Regions from separate parts of the Zea mays genome. Here region 1 is linked to region 2. Evidence: chromatin contacts called from public Hi-C data. All regions are on one chromosome and are shown on one strand. The core of a region is the stretch at or near the end of the contact, and the rest is flanking DNA. Distances in the headings are between cores, read along the strand shown. Region 1 holds the start of LOC103653462 (agenet domain-containing protein / bromo-adjacent homology (BAH) domain-containing protein). Region 2 has its middle 55 kb from the start of LOC100273073.

Region 1 (6,852 bases), core at 1,364-3,863, 93 kb after region 2:
TAGTAAAACTAATAATTTGGTTCTTTACTCCTTGTTGTCCTCCTAGGTAACTTTATCTTGCTACAGACCTTAGGGCCCATATCCGTTTCTTCCTCATACACCTATCCTTTTATAGTATTTACCCTGTCAATGCACTAGTGTGTACCCTTATCAAAATTTACACTTCAATTTAAGTTCGAGTTAGTTAGTTCACCTCTGGCCTGCCGTTTCTTTGTGAAAAATACGATAACTGTGATTCTACCGGTGAAGGACTACAATCAAAAATCAATATCCCGTTCTCGCTCTTAAAAGAGGGCACATGCTAGAGATAGAAGGCATGTGGGGAGAGTGGACACGAGAACATGGATGAGTAGCGAAGGCGGTTTGGGGATTGCGTGGAGCAATTTCATTGAGACAATCACGAGAGGGAAAAAACAATAAATAGAGATTGTTGGATGTTTTTATCTGTATCTGTACTATAGTATAAAATCCAGTTTTCTTTTATATATCATACCCGTTGGATTTCTATCTCGTATGACGTCGTTGATCCGCTCTATCTGTGTGCTGCCGCTGAGAAAATCATGACCGTGATGCAGGCCAGAAACTGATTGTTCGCTAGTCTTTTCTACGTGCTGTTTCACCCGTTCTTTAACTTCAGCTTCAGATCGACCCAACTGGAAAGATGTATAGAAAATTGTACCGTGTATGCTACACACTACTACTAGAGTACAAGAGTAAAGTTTATACTGCTATACTTCCTGTCCTAAAATACAATAGGAACATAGATTTTTATCGAGTTTATATAAAAATGATATCTAATTAGCATCAGTATGAAATGAAGTTTCATAATTTACCTCTCTGATGTGATAAATATCAATGTTATTCTATATCTGTTTGTTTAAATGCTAGATGCTTCCTTTTGTGCATACTTAAACTTCCTACACGAACATTACTTTGTGAAATGGCTAAACTAATTAATAATCTGTCCGCGCTTACAATATTGGAACATATCAGTCGTTTTAGCGCAAAAATAAATAATTGCAACGTCGTTCACATGAACAGAGATTTCGTATCCTTCCTATTACTACAGCATGTCCTTTGTAATTTTAGGTCATTGTCTGGATCACTTTATTTATTTATATATTTAATTAGTTACCACTTAGACCTTTTATAATAACACGACGAAGAATTTAAATATGTATCATAACTAATTATATTGTAAAACAATATTCAAACAAATTTGTTATTATATAGGTATATGTAAACATCTTGTATATAATATTATATAGATATATATAAACATCTTGTATATATAATATTTTTTTATCACATGCGTGCCACACATATATTTTCACTAGTCTCTATAATTAGTACATCAACGATCACAAAAGACTAACAATTTAGAAATTGCGCTAGGTTTTATAAAAAACAATAATATTAAGGTTTTGAAAACTTGAGGTCAGAACTAACCCTCCTATAAAAAAATAGAGAACTTCCGTAACTTGTTTAGATCAATATCAAGCCATACATATTGCACCGTAAATTATGGGGACATATAAGACCACTTTAGAATATGGATTTTTTTTTCTGTTTCATGTATTTTTTTAAAATAAAATTATTCGTATGAAATTTCTATATGATCAGTATTCCAAAAAGCTTAAAACGTTCAAACCAACCGTTAGTAACATCAGCTGGTTTGTTTGCTTTGAATTAAAACGATAATTTAGACTAGACAAAATACTATATATCTATCTCTACTAACTATTAAGAAGCTAACGTAGACCATGCCGTGCTCCCGCCTCCCCTTATCGCGCGTGGCATGCGCCACCTACCCTCCCACTGCATGCAAGCATGCAATTCGCAGCAGCTGCATGCAAGCCGCAGAACACTATGCAAGCACTGACCCACCAACCGCACGTATCTGTACCAGGTGTACGCGCTCTACCGCGCCGGCTTCGCGGGCGTGCCGCTCGATCTCACGACCATCGGTGACCTCTTCGCCGTCAGCCGCTTCATGGTCGCGCACGCCAACAACCTCTCCACCACGACCGTGCCCGCCAACGGGCAGCCGCTGCTCGTGCCGCTCCAGTGCGGCTGCCCCTCCTGGTCCCCCAGCTCGTACGCGCCGATGCAATACCAGATCGGCCCGGGGACATCTACTGGATCATCTCCACCACCAAGCTGCACAACCTCACACAGTACCAAGCCGTGGAGCGCGTGAACCCCACGCTGGTGCCCACCGACCTCGACGTCGGCACCATGGTCACATTTCCCGTCTTCTGTCAGTGCCCGGCCGTCGACGACAACGCCACGACGCTCGTCACCTACGTCATGCAGCCTGGGGACACGTACGCGTCCGTTGCTGCCGCCTTCTCCGTCGCCTATCCACAGTGAAAGACACGATGCGGCGGCCGTCTGTGCATGCACTAAGGCTGAGCGCGCTGCTGCTGCTCCTCTACCTGTGCACGTTTCCTGCCCTGGCGCAGTCGTAAAACACGACCACGGCCACAACCAAATTTATTCAACTAGATGGAGCCGAAAGCTGAAGGTACGACTGATGATAAAACGATATATAATTTATGTATGAATATATGCTTCAGCTAATATAACATAAGACAATTTAAAAATTTAACTATCTACGCATAGTTATTAATGTCTTAACCACGCCCCGAATAAGACCAAATCCCTCCCCGTCCTCTCTCTTCGCCCACCCCCACATTATTCTCTCCCCAAATCTGACCTTCCCTCGTGCGAGGCCTCACCTCTTCCGACGCGACGCGATACGCACCACACGCGGAGACCAAGCCGAGCCCATCTAGGGTTAGCGTCCCACTGCGGCGGCCATGGACGAGGCAGCGACAGCGGCCCTGGCGGCGGCGAGGGGGCGGTGGACGCAGTGGGAGGAGGTGGTGGTGTCCAACGACCGCGGCAGCCGCCTCGTGCACTACTACCTCCGCGGCAACAGCGAGGAGAAGCAGCTGGCGGTGGTTGGGCGGGAGCGGAGCCCGCGTCACATGTCGTACGCCGTGCAGGGGCGGTTCCTCCGCGCGCTCGCGGCTGCCGCCGGGGCGGTCGCCGTCGCGCCGTCGCCATCACGGTCGCCTCTGCCGGCTGCTGGGGCGGACGGCGGCGCTCCGAGGAGGTGGCGGTCCAGACGGGAGGTCGTGGACTGGCTGTCCTCCCTCGTTTCTGGTAAGATTTCTGTGCCGGGGAGTTCGGGACCCGGGTTGTGCTTTCTGGAGTTGGATGTAGATTTGGATGATTCCGAGCTCGGCGCGTTTGGTCCTGTTTTGGCTCGATTTGGTGCTATCTTTTGCTTTCAAATCGCTCCGGTTTTGGTTCGATTGAAGGCGGTTCATGTTCTGCTCCGCTTCTCTGCGTGAGTGCGTGTTTGGATTCGTTTTGCGCCGTGAAACATGAGAGCTTTTGGGATTTACAAATTTTTTCGGTTGATTTGCGTGCTCCATGTCTGGAATTCCTTGGCGGACCGTCGGTTGATTTGTTAATACGGCGACAAAGGATTTCTTCCAGTATATTTGCGTGCTCCGTCAAATATGCAAGAAGATGTGCTCCATGTCTGGATTTGGGCTCCGGCGCGCGTCTCGATCATTTCCCGCTGCAGTCCACGGTTTCTTGCATATTTGATGTCAGGGAGGATGATCTCTGTTTATACAATCTTGACGCGCTCAGCGAATCTGCTGTTCTATGGACGCGATATCTCTACGGAATCCTAGGGTTGTGATTAGGTTTAGTTTAAAGTATGCGGATGCTTTGCTTTCATTTCCTGCTGTGCCTAGCCTGATTTGGGCAAGGGAAACCGTAATCGCTGTTTGGGGATTCTGTAACGGGGGAAGGCTGGAGACACCGATGCTTTGCTTGTCTAACCTTATTTGGCCAGAAGAGGCACCGTGTCTAGGAGCTAGCCATATGTGGCAAGAAGATGTCTTTGCTTCCTCGTATTTTCCATTTGGCTGTTGGAGGGAGCCGCGGCTGCGAAACATTACTTCCATTTCCTGCCGTGTCTAGCCTGTTTGGCAAGAAAAACCGTCTTAATCGTATCGTTTTTTTTTCCATTTTGCGGTTAGACCATTAGAGGATTCCTGCACTATGTCCTTTTGTTTAACTAAATTTGTTCGGCAATTGAGTTAGTGCATTTCGCCTCTCTTTCTAATGTTCAGGAAGACTGCTTCTTGATAGACCAAGATCTATGCCTCTTAGCTGTTGGGATTTCCATGTGTTCCGTTAGCTGTTCATTGGCTGAGTTTCTGTTTAGTAAAATTGGTTTTGGGTTGCTTTATTGTTCTTCTAGGAATGACTATGATCTCGCCCGGCTTGTTCAGTAATAATTTGGTTGCCAGCAAAACTCACGCCTTCTCCTTTTCCATAGGAATATGGAGAATACAGGTGTGCCCCAGTGGAAGCAGCTGCTGGCTTCCTTTGGGCCAATTGCATAACCTTGGCATTTGGGAATAGAGATAAGCGAAGCAGCAGCATGAATGTATGCTCCATCAGGTGCTGTTTTGACCTTCCCGTGTTATGGTCTCCCCTGATGCCTCTATGGAGCGGATCCACAAGTCCATATAGTGTGTACTTTGACTGTATACTGAATATTCATGCAAAAGAAAGCCTTGGTTTCTTTGAAAAGCAATAAATTCTAGCACAAATGAATCAACATATTCTAGTGAAAATCATTTGTCTGGCTTTGTGCTGAGAGCTTTAACGATGAAGTGGGAAATCTTTCCGATATTTGGATATGTAAAATAGGATCATATTATACCCAAATTGTGGGACGTTATTCTCAAGTAAATGTGATTTCCAACTTGTTTGCTGTTTGTAGTGGTGATTTGTGATTCTCATCATTCCTTCTCGTTCTGTTCTGTTTTTTTTGTTCTTTGTTTTGTTTGCTGTGTTGCTTTGCTTTTGCCTAGGTGCAGAATTGTCTACTTCATTCCATGCTATGGTTTCCATTAAAGTTTCATTGGCAATTTTCTTACTGTGAATGCTTCATTTGCAGGTCATAATTATGGTTCCTCCTCAATGGCAACTAGGTGCAGTAGGGATTCATATGATGACAGTGTTAACAACTGCACACAAGTTACTGCTTCGAAGGTACAGAAGTGTTTTGCTATGTCATCTTGCATTTCTTATGTCTTGGAAGCACCATCGAATCATCGATAATTCACCTTCTCTAATGCATTTTCTATTACGCCTGTTCAGGATGTTTCTTCTAGGGAACCTTCAAATGTCTTCACATGGTTAGGAGCTCCATGTTATTGCCCACAACGTTTGAAGCACTACAAATCTTTCTGCCGTAGAGGAATTACTATCTCGGTATGCCCACTCGCTGTCTCTGGCTACTTTTATATTGTCTTTTTAGCTATGTGCAGTGTGCATCTCTACTCGTTGCTCTTTGTCAATCAAATATAACACTTACATTTCAAACACCATACCTAGGCAGACATGAAACTGAGCTGCCATAAAAAATGTCACACAGTCCTGAATATTACTTGGACAATTTCAAAAGATAGAACTGTTTTTTTTTGAAGATAGGCTTCTTTTACTCGACATTTTTTTCTTCATATTCTTACTTTGAGATGATATTAAGGAACCTTTTGGCTTCATAGAAATACAAAATTAAAAGTAGATGTGCCAATATTCTTAGTTTCGTGTAGTAAAGTTTTGAAGGTTGAACTTTAGCTGATGCATTCCTGCTATACTTGTAGGTGCATAGTTTTGTATTCATCATGAGTGAAGAGATGAAGAGACTTATTGCTTATGTGGAAGATCTCTACGAGGATACAAACTCATGCAACATGGTCAAGGTACAATGGTTCGACAAAGTTGATGAGGTTGGTGTTCCCTTGCCCATGGATTTCGATGACAGGGAGATCTTCTTCTCTCTGGGTCGTCAAGATCTCAATGTAGAATGCATTGATGGATTGGCTGCAGTCCTGAGTGTCCAGCACTACGAGAAGTTCAAGGGTGATACCAGATACAACTTGTGGCAACCTTATTTTTGCTGTCGGCAGATTGATAATGGTGACATCAAACCTTTTGATGTCACACAGCTGCAAGGCTACTGGAGCCAGGAAGTACTTAGGACCATGTTCAATGCAACTTCCTCTCTGAAGGTGCGTTTCAAGGTCCCTAAATCCAGACCCAGTTCAGATGGAGGGCTGAAGAGGAAGCGTGATGCATTCAACGATGATGCTAATCCACAGAAGTTCATTTCTTCTGGTGCTTCTACTTCTAGGTTTTATGGTGAGAACATCCAACAATTGTGTCCTGGTTGCCATGTGGAAGTACTCTCTCAAGATAGTGGTATAAGGGGATGTTGGTTTAGATGTTTGATTCTGAAGAGGCATAAAGATAAAATCAAGGTGCGCTACCTAGAACTTCAGGATGCTGATGAGACTGGAAACTTGGAGGTGCGTTCTGTTCAGTTCTCTATAATTTTGTTTCATGCCATTGGAGTTTAGAGCTGGAGTTTGACCTAATGTGATGCTTGCAGGAGTGGGTTATGCTAACACGAGTTGCCAAACCTGATCAACTGGGTGTACGTTTCCTTGGAAGGCCAATGGTTCGTCCACAGCGCGTGGAACAAAGCAAGGCCTCATGCTTTGATGTTGGAGCCATTGTTGATGCGTGGTGGCATGGTGGCTGGTGGGAGGGAATCGTGCTGTACCAGGTGGGCAGTGGGCGTCTACAAGTTTATTTTCCAGGTAACTTCCTATTCCTATGATTATGGGCAATTCTTTTATACTATGCGTTTTGTGAGCAATTAGTGTATTAAAACACTGTACCTTACCTTTTTTTTGTTATTCATCGCAGGAGAAAAGCGAACAGCTGAATTTGGTGAAGATGAGCTGAGGT
Region 2 (7,823 bases), core at 2,331-4,830:
TTGGAACGACTTTGGAGCAGAAAACTTACACTGCGCTCCCTTTGGAACGGCTTTTTGTGACTTCGGCAAACTTACTCTGCGTTCCTTAGAACGACTTTTTGTTGCTTCGAAGAATTTCCGATAATTCGAAGGTCCTCTTTGTTATCACAAATCTTTAAACTTCAACAACTTAAGCCTGTGAAGAAAATATATTTTCCTTGTGGCAAACAACGAAACTGTTTACATGAAATCTAAACAATGTCCTTTATTACACAGAAAATAAGACTGAAAAAGAAAGACTGCTATTAAGGTAGGATATTTGTCAATAGATGTGCTTTGACTCTGGCACAGTGCTGTTGACTGTACGAGCTTCGGACTGCTCTCTGAAGTCCCTTTGGTGTGGAGCATACTGGCTCCCTTCTGGCTGCTGGCCTTGTTGCAGCGGAGGTGGAAGCGGAGGCTGTTGCCAGGAAGCTTGAGGTTGACTTGCCGAAGCAACAGAAACTGCAGGGTGATTGCCCACATATTCTGGGATGTAGGGCGAATGATACGAAGCAGTATGCATGACCTGCTTCGGCTGAGCTTGTTGTGCTGCGGCTTCGGCTATTTCCTTTTGCTTCTGGATGGTAACATGGCACATCCTGGTGGTATGGCCTTTGTTCTCACCGCAAAATAAGCAAAAGATTCTTCTTGGTTGATCTCCAAATCTTCCGCCGAAGCCCCTGGCGCCTCTGCCTCTTGGAGCTGGTGGTCGGAAAGAGCCTTGTTGTTGCCCCGAAGCCTGTGAAGGACACTGTGGCCTTTGCTGTTGGCTCCCTCGATCATCATTTTGGGCAGAGTTATGAATTGATCTAACGTGCCTCGGATAGAACCTTCCTCCGAAGCCCCTGGTCATTTAAGAAAACCGGAAAGCCTCCTCCCTTCTTTGGCGAAAATCATTATCGGCCCGAATGTACTCGTCCATCTTCTGGAGCAGCTTCTCCAAAGTTTGAGGAGGCTTCCTAGCGAAGTACTGAGCTGACGGTCCTGGCCGAAGCCCCTTGATCATGGCCTCAATGACAATTTCATTGGGCACCGTTGGTGCTTGTGCCCTTAAACGCAAGAACCTTCGGACGTACGCCTGAAGGTATTCTTCGTGATCCTGGGTGCACTGGAATAGAGCTTGAGCAGTGATCGCCTTCGTCTGAAACCCTTGGAAGCTAGTTAACAACAAGTCCTTCAGCTTCTGCCATGAAGTGATCGTTCCTGGTAGAAGGGAGGAATACCAGGTTTGAGCGACGCTCCTGACAGCCATAACAAAAGATTTGGCCATGACTGCAGCATTGCCACCATACGAAGATACCGTTGCTTCGTAGCTCATCAAAAACTGCTTCGGGTCTGAGTGGCCATCGAATACGGGAAGCTGAGGCGGCTTGTAGGACGGAGGCCAAGGTGTAGCCTGCAGCTCAGCGGACAGAGGAGAAGCATCATCGAAAACAAAATTCCCATGATGGAAATTGTCATACCAGTCATCTTCGTTGGGGAAACCCTCCTGATGAAGGTCTTGGTGCTGAGGCCTTCGGTGCTGCTCATCCTGAGCAAGATGACGAACTTCTTCAGAGGCTTCGTCTATCTGCCTTTGCAGTTCAGCTAGCCTGGCCATCTTTTCTTTCTTCCTCTGCACCTGTTGATGAAGCATTTCCATGTCTCTGATTTCTTGATCTATTTCGTCCTCTGGTGGTGTCGGGCTGACAGCCTTCCTTTTCTGGCTTCGGGCCTCCCGAAGAGAGACAGTCTCCTGATTGTGGTCCAGCGGTTGAAGAGCTGCAGTACCAGTTGCTGAAACTTTCTTCGGTGCCATAACGTGATCGCCGAAGGTGCTCAGAAAACTCAGAGTGTGGAAGTGAGTTCACCGGAGGTGGGCGCCAATGTTGGGGACTTGTTCTCAAATGCTATGAGTCAAGAACAAGGCAACATAGAAAATGTTAATCGGTAAAGTCCTTCGTCCTTCGAAGCATTATTCCCCTTAGGATATAATGGTTTTCGGACGAAGGTTATGAAGGGCGTACCTTCATAAATTCATTATACAGCGACGAAGGATAAATTGTAGGGAATATAAAGGACAACATAAATAATCATATATTATTATCAAGTATAAACAGAAATGACGTTGAATTACAAATGTACCTCCAACTTGAAGGAGATGAAAGTACAAGCGTGACGCAAAAAGCGAATGCCCAATCAGTGTGAACAGTACGGGAATACTGTTCACCTATTTATAGGCACGGGTCGCAGCCCATGCAAGATTACATTAATGCCCTTTACATTTATCAATAACTCTATAGTAATTCTTCGAGGTCTAATCTGGCTTTTCATCTTTAAGTCGGTTTCACTTTTTGCTGCCACGCCGAAGCTTTCTTGCTCACACCTTCGGCGCTGTATCAACCTTCGTATTATTCTGGTCTGCTGTGATGCCGACTTGAGTCCGAAGGTACCTGTTCACACATTATACTCCAGAAATACTGTTATATCCTGTTTTTGAGGACCTTCGAAAGTCGAAGGCCCCCAACAGACGATCTCATGAAAACGACACGAGGTCTAGAACAGATTCGATGAGATATATATATATTATTGGGTTTCCATAATATTTTTAGTTAATTCCCGAAAAAGAATGATATTCATGTATGACAGGCGAGAAATAATCTAAAGTCTCACAAAAATTATCAGAAACATTCACAAGATAATTTGCTATGTGTCAAGGACCTTTGCACTTATAAACATTATGCAACGGTATGAATGTAACAATCAAAGTTTCTTTAGGATTTAATTTTACTAAGTTAAAAACTTATATACATATATAGTGAAATAACTCTCCACTATTTAGAAAAAATATAGAAAAGAAGAAAAGAAAGAGGATAACATCTGAATTTGGTGGATATTAGAAAATAAATTTTATATCTCAAATTATAGGTGTTACAGAGCTGCTCGTCTTCAGCCTTGATTAGACTTTCTCGTCAGCGCTGCAGACGGCAGCAAGTGGGGCACTGTCCATCAAGCTCGCTGATTTGTGGCGGCGCGAGCAGGGAAAAAAAGAATCAAACGAGTTTTGAGGAAAGAAAGTGAGTTGTTATAATGTGAACTTTATTTTAGGGATAATGGCCTTTAAGGAGATTTTAATTCTTATATATAGGAGATATATTTTTAAAAGCTCTTGGAGCTGCTTAGGAAAAGATAATTAGCCATGTTTGTTTCAGCTTCTGGCAGCTTCTGGCCACCAAAAGCTGTTGCGGACTGCCAAACGGTCAGCTTTTCAGCCAGCTTCTATAAAATTCGTTAGGGCAAAAACCATCCAAAATCAACATAAACACATAATCGGTTGAGTCGTTGTAATAGTAGAAATCTGTCACTTTATAGATCCTGAGCCCTATGAACAACTTTATCTTCCCCCATACGTAATCGTAATGATATTCAGATTCTCCTCACAGCCAGATTCTTCCCACAACCAGATTTTCAGAAAAGCTGATCAGAAAAAATCTGAACCAAACAGGTCGGGCGGCCGCTGGCGAGGGTACAGGGGGCTGGTTCCAGAGATAATTGGGCCGAGGGCGGGCCTGATGGCTGATGACGGCCTGCCAAACGATTCTCTGTTCTGGCTGAAACATCTCCTTCGACCTTCGTTCCCATTTCCTTGCCGACGCGCGTCTCCAAGAAGTAAAACAACAACAGAGCCGAGTACAGTAGTCAGTAGAAGGAGTATCTCGTTTGGATTATGAATTCTGATGGCTTGCTTACTACGAGGCTCGGACTTGACAGAGGAGGCTGGGGTCTTCACGTGTGTTCACTTCTCTCACTCTCACTCTCACCGTGTATGTTTTTTATTTGTATTATTATTATGAGGGTGACTAAATTTTATATGTGAAGCAAGCAAATGAACGATCCTATCCTGTCCTGTAGGTGCAGCCGTGCGGGTGTGTTGGTGTCGATCCGGACGCCAATCACTACGTTAAGAATTGGCGGCGGTGCACTCTGCGTAGGCGCGGACGGTCTACGGCCAGGGGTCGGACGGTCCGCGACCTAACACAGAGGCTGGCGTTTCTTCTTTACGAGTCGGACGGTCCGCACCTGTAGGGCGGGCGGTCCGCGCGTGCGCAGGGGCGGCGAAGTTCACCGGTAGCGCCTGGATCTCACTCCCGGGAGGGACCCCGTCGGGTAAGAGAGGTCCTAGGCTTTGTCTATAGTCGGCAGACCGACCTAGACACCTCTAATCGACGTAGAGCCGAAGAGAAGCGGAGAATTTGGGGATTGAGAGACTAAACTAGAACTAAACTAGAGCTACTCCTAAACATACAAGATAAAATGCGAATTGTATAGATTATAGCTTCGATTGTTGATGATTAATCGATCGTAGTCCATTATGTATATATAGAGGGGTGGTCTGGACCCGTTGCAATCCGTATCTCGAGCTAAATCCGCGGTTTCGCTAACAAATCCACAAGAAACTCGGAACCCTAACTAATTCTGCGCGCGCGGACCGTCCGCACCACCAGTGTGGACCGTCTGGATCGCGGACCGTCCGTTCCCAGGGTCGGACCGTCCAGTTGTCCTATTTTGGCGCCCAATATATACCCCCTGCCTTTTGGCGGAGCTGAGCGAACCAAAAGCAACTAACTCGATGTGATCACACTGGTTTCCTTAGAAATCTTGCCACATACTAGGATGGTACTGCTGGAGGAAACACCCGTTTAACGCCTTGGGCAAGTCTTTGCCTTATAAGGTTTGCAGTAAGTAGGCGTTACCGGACATCACCTGTGTGACCTTGTAAGGGCCTACCCAGCTTGGCGACCACTTCCCAAACTTCTGGTCTTTGCTCCTTAGAGGCAAGACGGTCTTCCATATCAGGTCCCCAACCTGGAACGATTTAGCCTTGACCTTCTTGTTGTAAGCTTTGGCGACTATGGTCTTGTCATTTTCTATTTCTCTTAAGGCTGTCACTCTCTTGTCGGTCACTTCATCAATATTGTCCATCATTGAATCATAATAATCACCGACAGTTAGATTATTTTGCTTGGTGAACCTGACAACATTTAAACTTATCTCTACATGTAATATTGCTTCCTGCCCATAGACAAGCTCGAACGGAAATACTTTTGTAGCACGGTGTTTAGATATTCTATGAGCCCACAAAGCTTCGGACAAAATCTTATGCCAATGCTTAGGATGATCAGATATCTTCTTTTTTATCAGGCTAATCAACGCCCTATTACTAGACTCGGCTTGCCCATTCGCCTGAGCATAATATGGAGATGAATTGAGCAATTTAGTTCTATATAATTTGGCAAACTCAAGTACCTCCTTTGACATAAAAGGAGCCCCTGATCTATAGTCAAAGTCTGGGGAATGCCGAATCTATGAATAATATGCTCAGTTATGAACTCAATTACCTCCATGTGTGTCATATTGTTCAGAGCAACGACTTCAGTCCATTTGGTAAAGTAGTCAGTGGCAACTAACATGAACCGATGCCCTTTTTATAATGAAGGATGAATCTCTCCTATAAAGTCCAATCCCCATCATCTGAAAGGCCAAGGATTAATGATAGGATGTAATTTAGCCGCAAGGAGCAACTGTAAGTCGTCGAATTTCTGACATACTTGGCATCCTTTGTAGTACTTGAAACAATCGGCTATTATGTTAGGCCAATAGAAGTCATATATTCGCAATAACCACTTCATCTTCGTAGTCGATTGATGGGTACCACAAATTCCTTCATGTACTTCGGCCATGGCTAATATAGCATCACTTAGGCCCAAGCACTTAAGCAGGACATCATCGACCGTTCGGCGGTAGAGTTCATCACTCATCAAAACATACTTGAAAGTCGTACGCCGAACATTCCTATCCATCCTAACACTGGGATTTCTTAGGTAATCAACTATGGGCATCCTCCAATCAGTTTCATCGGCTTTGTTATCAGCCGATTTTACTAGGAGGACTTCCCAGGCAACCCTGGACGGTCCGGAGCCCTCACCCGGACAGTCCGCGACCTGGGGAATTGGCCCTACACCGGTGTTGGGGGTCTTCTCCTCCGCCGAAGGTCCTCAAGGCAAGAACACCTTCAGCAAGACAATACAAAGGAAGGTGTGACATGAAGATGTAAGCCGAAGATGATGTGAACAAAAGCCGAAGCTACGGCCGAAAGAGCTTCGGCTTGGTATTGTGATAAAGGCGAAAGACGATACCGACTTAAAGAGGAAAAGACTATATAGTCCTTAATAGTTTGCATTGTGATTATAATTAGTTAACAGGGACATAAATGTAATTTTGTCCGGGCTGCATCCCGTGCCTATAAATAGATGAATAGTACCCCCATATTGTTCACGCTGGATGATAATCGCTCTCGCGTCACACTCACGTTTTCATCTTCTGCTAAGACGAAGGTATTAATGTAATATAAATATCATTGATATTTATTCACATTTATAGAATGAGAATATAAATAATCTAATGATTTGGAATGAGTGTTCATATTCTTTTGTGGTATGTATGTCTTTATTTACATTCGCTCACTAAAATGATGAAGGTACGCCCTTCATGACCTTCGTCTGAGGATCATTATATCCCAAGGGAGATAATGCTTCGAAGGACGAAATTCTCTAATCATTATCAATTGTGTTGCTTTGTTCTTGATGTGTAGTATTCTAGAACAAGGACTAACATTGGCGCCCACCTCCAGTGAACTCACTTCCACAGTTGTGACGATGGCTTTGCACAACAACCAAGTTGTAGCACCTTTGGCCACGAAGCTGGTGCTCCCAATTACAGGCGGCTCAAATTCTGAACCAGCCAACAAGAAGCAGAAGAAAGAAACGCAAAGAAGAGTACAACATATTGGGGTGCAAGGACCCTTCATCAAGTCCAAGTGGTCTCACATTCCAATTACCTTCTCTTAGGAAGACCTTCAGCTCAAGGATAATCCTCACAACGATGAAATGGTCATATCTTGTGTCATTAAGGGATTCCTGGTCCACAATGTCCTGGTGGACATAGGCAGTGCAACGGATATCATCTTTGCAAAGGCTTTCAGGCAAATGCAAGAGCCAGAGGGCAAGATACATGATGCAACACACCCTCTTTGTGGCTTCGGAGGAAAACAGATTGTGGCACTTGGCAAGATAACAATGTCGGTTACCTTCGGCTATGTGCACAACACAAGAACAGAATAGGTTATCTTTGACATTGTTGACATTGGTCGAGGGACGATTAATGCCTTCGAAGCAATATTTCATCCAACATATCTTTGCATGAAGATACCTTCGGAACAAGGGCCCATTACTGTACACGGGAGTCAAGAAGCTACCAGGAGGGCTGAAGGGAGTTGGACTGATTTGAAGGCTATTCATAATATAGACGAAGCCGAAGCTTATCATCAGTATAAGCACAAAAGAGAGAAGGCTGCTTTAGCAGATCAGCCGAAGTATATGCTCTTGTGTGAAGACATAGCAGAGCAAAAAGTATTGTTGGGATCCCAACTATCTGGTGAACAGGAAAAGACTTTGCTAAGATTCTTGTTCAACAACAAAGATGTCTTTTCTTGGACAGCTAATGATCTTTTGGTGTCAATAGAGACGTCATTGAGCATTCACTCAATATGGACTCGTCCTTCAGACCAAGAAAGCAGAGGCGTCAGAAAATGTCCGATGATAAAGTCGAAGGTGCACGAAATGAAGTGAAGAGACTTCTAAGTGCCGATGTTATCAGAGAAGTAACATACCTAGAGTGGCTGGCCAACACTGTCATGGTGAAAAAAAGGTAATGGAAAATGGAGAATGAGCATTGATTTCACAGATCTCAACAAGGCATGTCCG

What was found. Hi-C and Micro-C count contacts between places; a contact is called where the count stands out from the background.
Region 1: a contact with region 2 is called in a Hi-C map of leaf, with 4 times the contacts expected there. The contact joins the promoter of LOC103653462 here to the enhancer-like site in region 2. A contact is called at or near these places in 2 of 25 Hi-C or Micro-C datasets (leaf and tassel) and 1 of 3 datasets of contacts at active chromatin or transcription factors (leaf).

What each region holds. Positions count from the first base shown.
Region 1 is chr4:85,140,685-85,147,536 of Zm-B73-REFERENCE-NAM-5.0, forward strand. It overlaps LOC103653462 (agenet domain-containing protein / bromo-adjacent homology (BAH) domain-containing protein), which reads left to right and starts at 2,614. Exons shown (of 6, transcript XM_008680358.3): 1 at 2,614-3,171; 2 at 4,994-5,088; 3 at 5,197-5,310; 4 at 5,703-6,407; 5 at 6,491-6,701; 6 at 6,811-6,852. The coding sequence starts at 2,823.
Region 2 is chr4:85,046,426-85,054,248 of Zm-B73-REFERENCE-NAM-5.0, forward strand. No RefSeq gene overlaps it. Among protein-coding and RNA genes, the nearest start is that of LOC100273073, 55 kb to the left of the region's middle. Within about 2 kb of position 3,581, at least 9 of the 20 cell types and tissues checked have an H3K27ac peak or open chromatin away from gene starts, as enhancers often do. A contact at or near this core is called in leaf and tassel, where this site is marked.